3 separate regions of the Mus musculus genome follow, and regions 2 and 3 are each linked to region 1. A link is a contact called in public HiChIP or PLAC-seq data. All regions are on one chromosome and are shown on one strand. The core of a region is the stretch at or near the end of the contact, and the rest is flanking DNA. Distances in the headings are between cores, read along the strand shown.

Region 1 (2,987 bases), core at 185-2,684:
ACGCAAAGGCTGGGGGCAGAAGCTAGGTATCCTTTTGAGCAAGCCTGGCCAGCACCGAGCCTTTCCAGTGAGTGGAAGCGTCCCTAGCACCGAATACTCCTGCAAGGAAAGCACAGGCGAAATCACCCGACCGCGCGGGGAAGAGTGGGGAGGAGCCAGGGACAAGAGCGAGTCGCAGGGCTGGCGGGCTGGTGCAGTCTCAGCCTGCCCTGCCAGCTGGACCTATGAGCCAGCCTGATCTTCCTCGGCCCGCCCTCCTGCCTCTAAGTAATGAGGATGGCATCACCGTTGCCCGCGCCACGTGCTCCCCCGCCGCCTGCCTGCAGAGCTGCTTTGTACGTAGCAGCAAAAATCCGAGGCCCGGAGAGGCTTTCAATTCTCGGGGAGGGTTTTGTTTGTTTTTAAAGCGAAGAAGGCTCTTGCCCCTGGCTAAGACTACGGAAGATCCTGAGAGGCGTTGAAACCCCCAAGCCCTGGCAGCCACAAGGCTGCAGGAACTTGGGAGGATGGTGGATGGGCCGTGGGTTCTCTTACTTTTGGGGATGGCGGTGGGGGGCAGATTCTGACCTAGGACAGGAGGCGTGTTGTGGCAGAAAAGAAAAATTAAAATTAATCACCCGGGCCAGAGTTCTCTGCCCAGCCGCCCATCTTCCGCCCCCCCCCCCCCCCCCCGTCCTCTGCCGAACATCAATCTCTCTGGCCCACTTCACCCCATACTGTGGGCCACATTTTAAAAATTGAAGTAATAAGAGGGCTGGAGAGATGGCTCAGCAGTTAAGAGCACTTGGGGCACGTGCAGAGGACTTGGATTCTGTTCTCTGGACTCAGATCCGGCCCCTCACAGCCCCCTGTAATTCCTCCAAGAGATTGCCCTCTGCAGGCTCCCCTACACAAGTGGCATTCTCTCACAGAGACACATAAATGAAACTTTTAAGTTTTTTTTTTTTAAATCTATAGATGGGATTCTATGTGTAGTGTTTATTTTCACCAAGTGTGCCTACAGGCAAACAGTTTGTGTGTGCTCTGAGTAAAGTAGGTTTTGTTTGTTTGCTTGCTTTTTGTTTTATTTGTATTAATGTGGCTGTGTAATTAATGCGTATGCATGTGCCTGGGGAGACTAGAGAGAGTGCAGAATCAATCCACTCCCCTCCCCAGCTGGAGCTACAGGCAATTGTGAGCCTCTGACCCTGGTGCTGGGTACCAAACTCAGTCAAGAGCTGCAAGTGGCTTGCCTGCTGAGCCATCTCTCCAGCTCCTAAAATGTATCCCTTTCAGTGGGTTATGATCAGAAAACACTGACCTCTGTTCAGTAAGATCTCGGTAACTTTCAAAACATCCAGCCTTTCCCCCCAGAGCTGTGTCCCTTCCCACACAGGTCGGTAAGTAGATTTTACCGTTAAAACAAACGCAAGTGTCCGTTTATTAGCTCTGCCTCAAACCTCAGTGACTCACACAGCGTGGCCTTCTAGCTAGGAATGGGATCTGCAGCAGGGGGTGGCCCATTTAAAAGCTGACCTAGTTAAAATCCAGGAGCACCAAAAAACACTGGGTCAATCTGATTTGAGTCTTCTGTTCGAAGCCTGGAACCTGGAACCTAAATTGGTCAGGGACTGACAAGGTTGAAACCAAACCACATATATTTATCCAATTCTTGTTCAGTAAAGGAAGCGCAAATCATGTCTGGAGGTTGGGGGTAGAAAACCAGGCAAAGCAAGATGTAGAGGTTGAACCCAGAGGGTTTGTTTTAAATGCTCTCCACGGCTCCAGAGCAGGGTGGGAGGCTTGGGGTGTTGGGCTCAGAGCCTGTGGCAGGAAGGCATGGAGGACTGGGCCTGGTTAGGAGCCTTCATTCCCTGCTACCATCTTCAGTGTGGACACCATCAGTAGAGCCAGTGGTAAAGGGGATGGTGGGTAGCTTTTTTTTCTTCAAGCTGGCAAAATTCTAGGCTAGACTTCTTATTGTGTAATCCGGCCCTGGGTCGTTGGCACTAGAATTCTGAGAGGAAACTGGAAGCCCAGAGAGGTGAGAAGGGCGAGAGACCAGTGGTTCCCCACTCTTCTTAACTGATTGCAACCATACAATTTTTTGTTGCTACTTCATAACTGTAACTTTGCTATAGTCACAATGTAAATATCTGTGTTTTCTGCTGGTCTTAGGCAGACCCCTGTGAAAGAGTTGTTTAACCCCAGAGAGGTGGAGACCTACAGGTTAGGAACAGCTGGGCTAGAGAGAGGAACTTGGACTAGAGCCAGGTCTGTTTGGCTAGAGTCCGCCTTCTGCCCATCCTGAGTTGCCATAGAAGTTCTGAAAAAGTAAGGGGCGGCTCTTAAAGTGTCCTTTCCCCCTGGGTCATTATTTTTTTTAGAAGGCCTGTCGTAGACCCAAGATGTCCATTCTAATCAGAGCCAGCGCCACAGCCATGTGACCTACACACATAGTTGGCTGTCACTGTCTTAGAATTCTATGTGAGGCTTTGTTTTGTGTTTTGTTTTGAGATGAGTTTCACATAGCCCAGGCTGGTCTCAAACTCAGTGTATAACTGGGGATGGTATTGAACTTGTCATCCATCTTCTACCAAGTTTATGTAGTATTGGAAAAATCAAACAAGAGACTAGTACAGGCTAGGAAAGCATATGCTATCTACCAGGTAAATTTCCAGCAAGGGGCCCACCATCTCATTTTGCACTGGGCTATAGTTACATAGCCATTCCTGATCAAGACAGCGCCTCTCTCTTCCCGGTCTCCGGGTACCTCTTATCTCCCCTCGTGGCCTTTCAGGGCTGTTTACCAGCCAGCTGTGGATTTCCAGCCTGCCACCAGCTCTCTCTCTCTCTCTCTCTCTCTCTCTCTCTCTCTGTCCGACTCCTCCTCTACCCCCCATCTTGGATCACCATGGATTCTGTGACCCTTCAGCCAACTATGCGGCAGGAGTGTCTTATGTAGGGAGAACTGACTGGAGTGTGCTGAGTGCTGCGTCAGTTTGGTA
Region 2 (3,228 bases), core at 424-2,923, 420 kb before region 1:
TAATTAGTGATAGTAGGTTTGCAGTCAACAACTAAAGAGTCCCTTTACAGAAAGCAAACTTCCCAGCTAAACCCAGCTTTATACAATTCAGTGCATCGGTTTAACTGCGTGCTCTTTAACCCGACTTTCATATTGCTTTCCTCCCCTTTCAAGCACACACATACAAGAAGTGGACTAAAGAAAGAAAATACACACACACACACACACACACACACACACCTTACCCCCACTGGATCTTTAAGGTTTGTCTGAGATCCTTTTTTTATTACAGGTTTTCTGACCGTCTTAGCCTTCCTGGTTAAAAAGAGAAAAAAAAGCCATAAATTCAACACTAACATAGAAGACATCACAAATTCTAACAATGAACTTCCTAAGGCTTAAAAAAATCATTTCCCAGCAATCTCAAATACCGCACAGCAAATAACATGTATATAAACAATAAACTGTACTCGAGAAATGTGGTATATGTAATTTAACTCATTAAAATTTCAATTGGGAAAATACACTTTTGATACCATTAGTACTCAGTGGAACTTTTGTTTGTATTTTTTTTAAGTGTTGGAGTGCAAATTCAGAGATTTGCTCATGCTATGTAGGAAGATTAGATTATTCACAATGCTGAAATGTCTTGCTATTTTAAGTAAACAATATAAAAAATTATTTTATTTCAACATTCTCTATCATTTAACTTTTTTTTCCTTTCTCGTTTATAGGCTACAAGAATATTTAACACAAATTAAACCAAAAGACTCGTTTAGACTGTAGATTATTAAAGTACTTTTCTCAATAGAGTCACACGTAAACTAGAAGCAAACCAGAGTCCAGCGATATACTAGGGTAGGTATCCTTAAGTAAATATAAAGACTGACGTTTCCTCATTTTAAAAAGTTCCGTTTTTTTTTTTTTTCGTGTGTGTGCGTGTGAAAGTAACGATTTCTAAAGCCAGCCCTCCTTCGCAGTAAAAGTGTAACCAGGATGTGGCTCTCCTGAAGAGTCTAGGAATACTGAGGAATGTGGGCGTGGGAGATAGAGTAGGCGTGTGGGATGGCCTGGGGACAAAGATAGCGCAAGGTGGCGGAGCTGCAGAAGGACCCTGACCTCAAGGCTAGAACTAGGGAAGGGATGCCGACGGAGCTGTGGAGGCTCAACTCCCCCAAAGTGCCAGCGCGCACCCCGGCTGCGCGCCGCCCGGGGTCCCCAGACCTGCCACCTGCGCAGCGGGCGGGGAGGAAGGAAGCTGGGGAGGGATGGGCAGCCCAAAGGATGGCAACCCGAGGAGGTGGTGGCAGACAGCCCCGGATTCGGAGGCAGCCTTCGCGGGCTCAGAGGACTGGGAGGGCGCCGGCACACCAGGGTCGCCAGCCACCAGAACTCTGCAGTGCGGAGCTTCGGCCTACACTGTACTACGGACTCAGCTCCCGGGCAGTCCCCAGTCTCAGCGTGAGGAGGGCGGCGACCCCCACGCAGTCCTCCCACCAGTACTCACGCTGACTTCATGACCGCAGGCTCCGTGCTATCCTGACGCGCGCGCGGGACGTCGGGCTCCGACAGGAGCAAGGCTGGCGGGAACTAAGCCGAGCAAACCACGGCCGCGGGGACCAGGACTCAATCTGAGGAGAGCCCGGCGGCGACGCTGCAAGCCCAAGTGTGCGCCCGCCCGGCGCATTTCAAACAGGCCAATCAGCGGCCGCCTGCGGCGAAGGGGCGGGGCCTCGGGGAGCGCTGGCACGGCCAGCAGGGGCGCTCGTCTCCTTGGCAACCCAAGGGCGCCAGCCGGAGGCTGAGGAGGGCAGCGCTGGAGAAAAACCTGAGAGGGGAAATCCCGGCCCTTCCGCCCTTCCGTTCTGACGCAGAAGCTGAGATCTCCCAGTCTTTGTCCTGAGAACCTCTAAGGAAGTAAAGCCTTGGTCGGGCATGTTCTAATTTCAGGCTGGCCGCTGGCTACCACATCATCTTATTCATTTTATTGTATTTATATTTTATTTTTACCTTTACTTTTAGTTCTACGTTTACATTTTATCTTACTTTTGATATTTATTTTGAGACGAGAGTATCTTGTATCCCAGGCTGGCCTCACACTTACAGTGAGGACCCCAGAATGATCTTGAAGACTATACCAACTTGGCAGACAACCTGTTGTAAGTTCCTTTCTCTGGATTCTCCAGTTCTCTCTCTCTCTCTCTCTCTCTCTCTCTCTCTCTCTCTGTGTGTGTGTGTGTGTGTGTGTGTGTGTGTGTGTGTGTGTGTGTTTCATGGTGCTAGTGATCAAACCTAGAGCCTCACAATGTTAGGCAAAGGTGATACCACTAAGCCACACATCCTTAACCTTCAAATTCTTGATTTTGATGTTTCCTGGATATACAGAGATGCATAAAATCTACCCACTGCCCTTGTGCAACCACCGTTTACCCTTTGCCTTCTACAAGTTGATTCTTTCTCATTTAATCCCAGCCCCCATGCTGACGATTCCCCAGGGATGTAGCCACACCTGCGTTCTGTGACTCAAGCTCCACTTAGAACTTCCTTTAGGGCCAGCACTGATAAGGATAGCCAGTTTAATATCCATAGTTAATGTCCATATTACTGGACATTAGTCTTTCCAATATTTACTGTTGCAAACTGCTTCGATGAATAAACCTGAAAATGCATCCATGGATAAATTTCCAGAAGCAGATAGAAAGCTACCAGGCTTTGCCACCATCACTTTCCAAAACCGATCCATTTGACTGCACTCTCACCTATAAGTCACAGGTCTGGGAGAGCCCTAGGGTGGGTCATCGCCCTTTGCTTGAGACCCTCAGTGGGGCCCTGAGGCTAGTCTTCCTGTTCAGTTGCGTCACCTCTCACCTGTCCCAAGCCCAACGCTCATGCGTGGAACGTTTCTGCCCCCACACTCGAGTCTCTCTGCTGTCTCTCAGCCTTCCTTTCCTCGGAGAATGCCTCACCTTCTCTGGATCCCAGAGCCCCTGCCGCCCCTCACTGCACCGTTGATTTCAGCATCACCCCACGCGGTGCCCGGCCCCTGTTTACGGAGTCCTCTCCCAGCGTATCCTCTTCAGCCTCGCTAGATGGCACTGTTGCACGCTCGGTGCTTACCACTATGGGCATGGCCCTAAGCGTTGAAAGCGGTGGAGGCTCTCACTGAAGGACACTGGAGGGGCTCTCCCATGCTCCATCTGTAGCTTTGACTCATGCTGGGTTTTCTCTCTCTTGCTCCTGTCCATCCAT
Region 3 (2,954 bases), core at 317-2,816, 410 kb after region 1:
CTCTGGCCACCAGGGCAGTAGAAACAGAATTGATGGCAGGTGTGTGTGTGTGTGTGAGAGAGAGAGGTTGGAATTGTCTTGATCCTGAATATGACACTTGCTCTGGGTATGTGCATGTGTGTACACATGATTGATTGATTGATTGATTGGGACACTCTCCGGAAGTTTGATTGCCTGCAATACTTTTCTCTATCTATTGTGACTTACTGCACTGTCATTTAGTTATCGTTTAGCTTGTTTATATGGTGATTTCCAAGTCCTCAGTGTTGAGTGGAGGTTCTGATCCTGGGACACTGGTCGTTATACACAACTTCAAATCTGGCCTCCTTGCTTTGTATTCTCGGTGTCCCTCGTGTCCCCACATACCTCTATCCTTGTCCCAGCCATCTGCTTCCCAGATGGTCCAGCCTCGGGTCGGCTTCCCTTTCCCAGTTGGTCCAGCCTCAGGCCTGTCTGATGGCCCAAGCTCACATTCTAGGCCACTGGCCTCCAGCCCCCGCCCATCCCGACAACTCTCTTCCAGAATCACAGCAACTCCGACGTGGTCTCCATCATCTGCAACCTGAGGCTGGCCCCCAGCCAGGAGACCAGCTTCTACCTGGTGGGAAACCTGTGGCTGACATCTCTGAAAGCAGTAAGTTAGACCCTCAGCAGGACTGGAAGGAAGGGAGGAGGTGGCTGTGGGGGGAGTCTCCAACCTGGGGCTGCCTGAGAGGGAACAGAGGCTCCCAGAGCCGGCTCTGAAGAAGGCCCTGGTCTTACAGCTCAAGTACAGGTCTCTGAAGATCACAGTCAACGCCGCCTTGCAGAGGCAGTTCCACAGCCCCTTCATCTTCCGAGAGGAAGACCCTAGCCGCCAGGTGAGCTCCAGGGAGTCCAAAACCGGGAGGGGGGGAATGGGGGGGGACGACAGGTGTAGCATTCAGGAAATGCTAGGATGTAATCCTAGCATTCAGGAAATGAAGACAAATCCTTGGTCTTTTTCACTAGCTAGCCTAGCTCCAGGTCAGTGAAAGACTATCAAAAGAAAAAAAAAAAAAGCACTCGTGCAAACACACACACATACATATACACACCACACACACACACACACACGCAGAGCAGACTGGCAAGAGACCAGACTCAAGCATTGGCGTGGTACCTCAGCGTGCTAGGCTCTGTGCTGTGGGAAAAAATAAAGAGACGCCTGTGTGTCTCACAGAGTTTCACACAGAGGATACTGAGACCACACACCCACACCCATGAACCTAAAGGGTGGCTCCCTGATTGGCTGCCCCACAGTGAAGTTGTCTTGGGCTTGCTGGTGGAGCCTGAACTTGCATCCCTCCCTTGCCTAGAGACTCAGCTCTAAAGGAGTGCAAGCAGCAATGGGTGTGGTAAGGGTGAGGGCAGGATTTAGAGGGCTCCGTGCTGGGCTCTTTTTTAACTAGACAAAACCACATAGGCCAGCATTACCTTGACTTCCAGACAGAGAAAAAGAGGTGAGGCTTTGAGAGATAGCTACTGTCCTAAACAAGTCGGGTCTTAGAGAACAATTAGGGCTTGTGTAAACGGGGCAGCTGGGAGTAGGGCTTTGCTGCCCCCTACTGTTCATATCTCAGAAGTGCTGGTTGAGCTGTAGGCTCTGGCCACTCACCTATACACCTCAGGAGATGCTGGGTTAAACAAACAGGCATAAAGGAGAAGAGGGGAAAAAGGCAGGCTTGGCAAAGGGACACCATCAGGCTGTTTCGGTAATTGCACCCTTCCAGGCATAGAACATCACGGGTCAAGGCCCAGAAGCAGTTCTCAGGGATTCTCCTAAGAACTGTGGTAACTGAGGGTTAGCCCCACATCCTGGTGGTCTGTCCCACCCTGGGGCCCCAGCCTAAGCCTTGAATCTCCTGACACCTCTGCCCCTCTGAGGGAAAGGGCACCAGCTACCTCCTTTCAACCATGTGTTTCTTCATTCTGCATGGGATGGGGGTCCATCCCTTTCCCCAGCCCCCAGCCTGGGCGGCAGATTCATAAGCAGTTGAACACAGTAGTAACCAAGCATGGGAGAAGTCAGGAAGTGCGGCCATGCTGAGGGAAGCAGATGGACAGAGTGGCCAGGGAGCCGTTTCTGGAGATGGCCCTGGGTAGTAATTCTTCAAAGATGTGTCAAGTGTCAGGAAGCCCCTCCCCCGTTAACCATCCCTCCCCCCCCCCCATGAGTATCTCTGTTTTGTTTAGTTTTCTAGTTTTTGAGACAGGGTTTCTGTATAGCCTTGGCTGTCCCAGAACTCACTCTGTAGACCAGGATGGTCTCAAACTCAGGGATCCTCCTGCCTCTGTCTCCCCAGTGCTGGGAATAAAGGCATGCGCCACCACCACCACCTGGTTATCTCTTAGGTGAACTTTCTTCCTAGCCCAAGATGCCCTCAAAAAAAAAAAAATCCTATTGTACTGAGCGTGTCACTTGTAGTAGGTTATATAGTGCCCAGCATGGCTAGGTCAGTGGGCAAGGAAGGCAGCACAAAGGCCCACCCAGCCTTTGGGGATGAAGCAGAAACCATGGAAGGGTTGAGCCCTGTGCACACGCAAGCAGACCCACCGCACACCTCGAAGGCTTAACCCCTGCCTCTGTCTCAGAGGGAAAGCTGAGACTGTGTGAGGTGAGGCCTGAGTAGTGACCTGCCCAGAGTTGCCTAGGGAGTAATGTGAATGGTCCACCACCCAGCTAGCTGCTGTGGCTGTTTCTGCCTCACTCCATGCTCTGGAGACAGAGCAGGGGGCCAAGCTGAGAAGCCCCACTCAACTCAGGCCACCCCTGGCAGTGTTCTGTTTTGTTTTCTGGCTTCTTTCCCAGAAAGAAATCCGCACTCAAGAGTGAAATTCAGATGGAGTGAACACAGTTTGCTCAGTTGAGTTCCACACAGGGAGGTTGGGGAGCACGTGTAGGTATCTGGGGGAGTCGGTCACTCAAGGGCAGA

The links. HiChIP or PLAC-seq counts read pairs in DNA pulled down with a chosen protein or histone mark.
Region 2: a FOXA1 HiChIP or PLAC-seq map of pancreatic cancer cells shows a contact between it and region 1. The contact joins the promoter of Kif23 here to the enhancer-like site in region 1. A contact is called at or near these places in 1 of 39 promoter capture datasets (neural stem cells), 4 of 115 datasets of contacts at active chromatin or transcription factors (embryonic stem cells, extraembryonic endoderm stem cells, fetal liver and 1 more) and 1 of 9 other capture datasets (adipose tissue).
Region 3: a contact with region 1 is called in a FOXA1 HiChIP or PLAC-seq map of pancreatic cancer cells. The contact joins two enhancer-like sites. A contact is called at or near these places in 1 of 484 Hi-C or Micro-C datasets (the G1E-ER4 cell line) and 3 of 115 datasets of contacts at active chromatin or transcription factors (astrocytes, embryonic stem cells and pancreatic cancer cells).

What each region holds. Positions count from the first base shown.
Region 1 is chr9:62,363,592-62,366,578 of GRCm38.p6, forward strand. All of the region lies in intron 1 of Anp32a (acidic (leucine-rich) nuclear phosphoprotein 32 family, member A), which reads left to right. Among named protein-coding and RNA genes, the nearest start is that of Gm40522, 16 kb to the right of the region's middle. Within about 2 kb of position 1,435, at least 82 of the 459 cell types and tissues checked have an H3K27ac peak or open chromatin away from gene starts, as enhancers often do. A contact at or near this core is called in neural stem cells and pancreatic cancer cells, where this site is marked.
Region 2 is chr9:61,945,126-61,948,353 of GRCm38.p6, forward strand. Kif23 (kinesin family member 23) reads right to left here and starts at 1,674. Exons shown (of 23, transcript NM_024245.4): 1 at 1,487-1,674; 2 at 225-294. The coding sequence starts at 1,497.
Region 3 is chr9:62,776,090-62,779,043 of GRCm38.p6, forward strand. Itga11 (integrin alpha 11) reads left to right here. Exons shown (of 30, transcript NM_176922.5): 27 at 524-634; 28 at 765-860. Among named protein-coding and RNA genes, the nearest start is that of Fem1b, 34 kb to the right of the region's middle. Within about 2 kb of position 1,567, at least 45 of the 459 cell types and tissues checked have an H3K27ac peak or open chromatin away from gene starts, as enhancers often do. A contact at or near this core is called in pancreatic cancer cells, where this site is marked.